Regions from separate parts of the Mus musculus genome. Here region 2 is linked to region 1. A link is a contact called in public ChIA-PET data. All regions are on one chromosome and are shown on one strand. Each heading gives the region's core, a stretch centred on a gene start, on an enhancer-like site or on the middle of the called end of the contact. The rest is flanking DNA. Distances are from core to core; before and after follow the strand shown.

Region 1 (2,700 bases), core at 197-2,696:
AGGTTCTAGGTTCGCTCTGCAACAACTCTTACTTGATTCCTCCAATCGAAGGACAATTTTATTTTACTATTTATGTGGTGTGGAGCACAGCATGAGAAGTTTGCGCTCCTGGATCGTTATGGAGGAGTTCCCCAAGAGGAAAGGACTTGGCCAAGCCTCTCTTGCTTTCTTTCCCACCTATTTACCACAGCACTTTCTGCCCCAGGGAGTGTAAAAGTGCTCTGAGAACCCAGAGGGCTAGGTCGCAGACCAGCCACTCCAAGATGACGTAATGCTTTCTGTGGTACACAAAGCAGCCTCCCCCGGGCTGGGCCTCTCCAGCCCCTCCCCCAGGCCAGGATTGCCTCCCTGGCCAGCACCAGCGCGGGTGAGTACCCCTATTTGAAAAGCCAGACCGGGAAAACAGGGAACAAAGGCCCCGGAAGGGGCGCCTAGGCACTGCCAGGAGGTTCAGAAATAGACATCACGTCATCTCTCCGCCCGGCGGCGCCAAGCGCCATTTGGTAACACCGCGAAGGACTACACCATTACGGTGCAGAAAGAAGCATGCAGGGCTAGCATTTTACCCCAGCCCTAGCAACCCTCTGACCGGCTTAAGGAGTGGCTTCATTTGTGCTCCCCACCCCCGCACCCTTCTTTCCCTGGAGGCCTCCGCCTCCCTTGGCTTCCAGCCATACAGCCCATAGTCTCCACGCTGCCATCTTGATGTCCCATCCCCCTCCCCACTTTCCTCTTCTGCAGCCCTCAGAAGTAGGAGGGGGAGGAAGGGGCACCGCCCTGTGTGCCCCTAGGGGGAGGGCTCCGCCTACCTCACCTCTCTTCCTCCAGAAAGAGGGGTGGGGGGGGGTTGTTCACATCCTCTGCAAGCTTGCCATTTCTCACCTCCAGACGTGCTGACAGTGCACCATCAAGGGTTTACCATCAAGGTTTTAGCGTCCTGGACCTGCCTATCCTCGGTGGCACTCTGCCCTTGCCAGAGCCTGCATCCCACAGCTGAAATTCAGAGGTTCTCCACAGCCTTCTACTCATGACCTCAGGCCCTATTCTGGCTGGGCTGGCAATGAGAGGGTCCCATTTGGACTTCACTCCCCGCCCATTCCTCAGCTATCTGGCATTGCAACGGCACTGATCGCCCCCAAATTAGTTTGTCAGGCTCTACTTACCAAAGCTGGGGCGTATATTTGTGATCTCAGCCATGTTGTAATCAGAGGCTGTTGATAGAAACACTTTTGCAGAGGTCAGACAACTTTGGGAATCTCGGTCAGTACCGAGGCCGCGGCTGTAGACCTCCAGATCAGGGGAGGGGAAGGTGCATGACCGATTGCCCCTGCAGTACGATCCCTGGTTGCTAGCTGCGCTTTCCTCTTAGATGCTCCAGGGATGCTCTGAGCTAAGGATGCAGGTGCAGTCAGACTGGTCCTGATGAGAGATAGGCTCCGCCTCTTCTGAAAGGCCCTTGGCAGAAGACTCCGCCTCTGCCCGAAAGATTCCGGAAGCTCTTCGAGAGAAGACCCCGCCCACTGCCGAGTTTTTCCGAGGATGAGTCTCCGCCCATTCACAGGCTGTGGGCGATTGTGGCTAAATTTCAAAGCCCAGTAAGAAGTGTGGGTGTTTAGCTAGCTCAGTCGCACATCCCTGTGACTATAGCACTCAAGTGGGTGAGGAAGGAGAGTCAAGGACAGTCTTGGATAGGTCTCCAAATACAGAAGGGCAGGAAGATAGTCGCTTTAGCGTCTTCTGAAGCTGTAATTCTAGTTGCCTGAGTTTATATAGCTAGAAGCTGAACCTTCTGGGTCCGAGGAGTTGAGAAAAGCAAAATTCTATACTGTTTCAGTATTGATGGCTATTATTTTAGCGCACTCCTGAAACAGTAAAGGCATTTATGGAAACTGACTAAAGATTGAAACCTGGGTAGAAGCAGAAGGATCAAGAGTTTCAGGCCAGTCTGACGTGTATAACAAGAACCTATCTCAGAAAAGCAGAGACAATAATAAAGACTTAAAGTCGGCTGGGCAGTAGTGGTGCATGCTTTTAAACCCAGTACTCTGGAGTATAAAACACCAGAAAATATGCAAAATAATAATAATAATAATGATAATAATAATGAGTCGCTTCACCCTGCTGCACATGCTCGGGTGGCTCTGACTTTAGATTGAGGACATGGGAACATGTGGCCGAGGTGAGGGCTCTTTCTCGGAACCTGGCTTTTCTCCGCAGTTGGAGATTCCTTTGTCTCTGCTAATGGCCTGTCGCCTTTCTTTTCCTTTGTAGGGTTTGGGTTTTGATTCCAAGATCAGGCCAGCTGTGACCAAAAGAGCGCTTTTGGTTTCTTAATGTGACCCCCCCCCCTCCCCAATGACAGAGAAGAGAAGTTGTGATTTTTCAAAAAGACAGTCTCTCTCAACCAGGCTGCTCTGCAACTCATTTGTTTAGCCAGCCTATACTGGACTGGAAATCTCCTATTGATAGGATTACAATCTCCTATTGAGCCACCACAGCCTGTCAAGAGTAATTTTAATTACATTTATTGACAGGGTCTTGGGTAATACAGACTGACCTTGAACTTACTGTGTAGTCCAGGCTGGTCTTGAACTCCTTTCAACACCTGCCAAATGCTAGTGTTACAGTCATAGACCACTCTGCCTAAAAAGTGTATTTTTTAAGTTAGAGAAACTACTAGAAAAGATGAATGAATTGATT
Region 2 (2,700 bases), core at 178-2,677, 81 kb after region 1:
GACTCTTAACCTCTGAGCCAGTTTCTGGGTTCCCGCCAGTTCAGAGACAACGGTGCTTTTTCCAAAAACACTACTCTATGGCATTTACAGTGACTAGACACCTTTTACTGTGCATCGGAGAGCCACTGTGCTTGTAGCAGGTTTAAAGGTTTGGGACAGAGCCCCACCCCTCGTCATCACCTCTGCACTCAGAAGGCCCTGGAGGTTTGGGTTCTTTGGTTGGGCGTCATCTCTGTGTGTGCTGAGCTTCCCCTGCCTGAAAGAGTAAGAGTAAGCAGAGTTCTCCAGCCGTCTATGTACACACAGTGGGCCATGCTCACAGGAGCGGTACTTACCACGCTACTGCAGCCTCTAGCTGTCGGTCTCTGTAGAGGTTACCTTCTTCTTTTAGAGTGTTCAGACTACCTGCCCAGAAATGAAAGGCAAGGTTAAACCTAGGGGGTCATGTGATCAAGACTAAACTGATCACCTGTCAGGGAATATGGTGTGGCAGTTCCTCTCTACCTAGATGAGGTGTCCCTTTGTAGCCCTGAGTAGTTTCCAACAATACAGACAAATTGGTTTTGAACTCAGAGCTTCTACCTGCCTTGGCTGGGATTAAGGGCGTGCCCAACTACATGGCACTTGGATATACATTAGATGGGACAGGGAATATGGAATCCATCCTTCTCTCAAAAGCTGTGGTCCAGCCGGGCAGTGGTGGTTTACGCCTTTAATCCCAGCACTAGGGAGGCAGAGGCAGGCGGATTTCTGAGTTCGAGGCCAGCCTGGTCTACAAAGTGAGTTCCAGGACAGCCAGGGCTATACAGAGAAACCCTGTCTCGAAAACAAACAAACAAAAAAACAAAACAAGCTGTGGTCCGTCTGTAGGTGTGAGTGCAAGCAGCTTAACATTATACTGACAATTCCAGAGCCAGATCCTGAAGTAAACTTGCCTTTTCGACATCGTCGGGGGTTGTGCCCGATCCGGTATCTGAAGTGAACTGATGCTAGGGCCCTCGCACGCCACACGGGAAAACTTGGCTGAGCCCACCATCGCCTCACCTTTCAGATCCATTAGGATGAGTCGAGGCGTATAGGTTTCCTGGCCATGCAGTGTCCGGCCTGTTCTGTACAAGACGTCGGGGCACAGCTCGCCTGGCGACTCTTCGTCCTCGGCCATGCGTCCCAGCGCAGCATCCTGTAGGGGTCACAGGGCTGAGCGGAGGGGGAAGAGGGGCAGGGCCGGTACTGTCTGCGGGGAACGCCGGGCTGCCGCTAGGTGCCTGACCTGCTGGTTCCACCAGTGCGCCCCCACGAAACCCGCGAAATGTCCCAACTGCAGCGTGAGCACCTCGCGGGCCCCGCCCGCCATACCGCCGCTGCTCTTGGGCACTCCACTGCCGCCGCGGGCCCATCAGCCGGAGGGGGCGGCTCCCGCGCGAGCACGTGCTTTCCCGTTGGCCTCCCGATTCGTTGGTCTCCGAGGCCGCAGCTCACGCCCCGCCTCTTCCTCTTCTTGGAATGTAGGAAGCTGCCGCGATCGGCTGTTGTCTCTCCGTTCCTTCTGCGCCTCAGACTGTGGCGGGTCTGGCCAAGGTCATGGAAGGTTCTCTCACCTGCTTCTGTCTCTCTTCGCGCAGATGCCCCTCTCCTGTAGCTAATAATTCACGCGAGGGGATAAAAAAAATCTGAGGGGGAATTCGACTCCTCTGGATCCTCCCACTCACTTCCTTTTCCCATCTCTAATGTCCCAGCCCTGCTAAACCAGTGGGCTGGCCCCATGGTTCGGTTTCTGTTAGGTTCTGGGGAAGATTGTAGTCCCTTTCTCGCGTGTTCATGTAGTTTGATTGTACTTAAGTGCTCTTTTCATTTATTCTTTGACTTGGTTCGTTATTTTTATCTTTTTGAGATGGATTCTCAGTATGTAACCCCTGGCTGGCCTGAAATGACTGTGTAAAGCAGGCTGGCTTCAAACTCAAAAGAAATCAAGCCTCCACTTCCGGAGTGCTGGAATCAAAGGCCGTGCCACTGATAAGGTTGGGAACAGTCTTTTGTTTGCTTGTTTGTTTGTCTTGAGACAGGGTTTCTTTGTATAGCCCTGGCTGTCCTGGAACTCACTTTGTAGACCAGGCTGGCCTCAAACTCAGACATCTGTCTGCCTCTGCCTCCCAAGTGCTGGGATTAAAGACGTGTGCCACCATACCCGGCTGTGGGAACAGTCTTTTATGTTTTTATAAACGTTTGGCTATCCAATTTGTAGAGCGTTTCCAAGCCGCATGTGATGGCTGGAACCTGTAAGCCCTCCTAGGATGCGGAGAGAGATTATTCATCCTTGGCTCCGAAGCAAGTTGAAGGCTCACCTGACTGCATGAGACCATATCTAAGTTACAAAACAAACAAAACAAATTACTATTCCAAATGGCTTGCTCTGTTTCTTTTGGACCATCTAGTATTCACTTATGAATAAAATAAATGGGTCCAGGCAAAATCCTCGATGGGTTAAGGGGAGCTTGGGAGCTGCCAAGCCTGCAGACCAGAGTTCTAACCTGAGCACCCACAGGGTAGTACGGAACCAAATCCCTAGCTGTGTACATTATTCTGAACATAAGCACATTGCTAGTAAAATACTTAGAAAAATGCATCATATAGAACAGTATTTTAAAGAATGACTGCCTTTTAATTTTGAGATTTTTTTTTAGATTTATTTCTTTTTTTAAG

What was found. ChIA-PET counts read pairs in DNA pulled down with a chosen protein or histone mark.
Region 2: an RNA polymerase II ChIA-PET map of memory CD8 T cells shows a contact between it and region 1, with 26 read pairs. The contact joins the promoter of Msto1 here to the promoter of 1500004A13Rik in region 1. A contact is called at or near these places in 2 of 39 promoter capture datasets (cranial neural crest and frontonasal cranial neural crest), 4 of 115 datasets of contacts at active chromatin or transcription factors (effector CD8 T cells, embryonic stem cells and memory CD8 T cells) and 2 of 9 other capture datasets (adipose tissue and liver).

What each region holds. Positions count from the first base shown.
Region 1 is chr3:88,831,101-88,833,800 of GRCm38.p6, forward strand. 1500004A13Rik (RIKEN cDNA 1500004A13 gene) reads right to left here and starts at 1,447. Exons shown (of 3, transcript NR_160680.1): 1 at 1,164-1,447.
Region 2 is chr3:88,912,523-88,915,222 of GRCm38.p6, forward strand. Msto1 (misato 1, mitochondrial distribution and morphology regulator) reads right to left here and starts at 1,428. Exons shown (of 14, transcript NM_144898.2): 1 at 1,271-1,428; 2 at 1,045-1,180; 3 at 336-405; 4 at 181-256. The coding sequence starts at 1,354.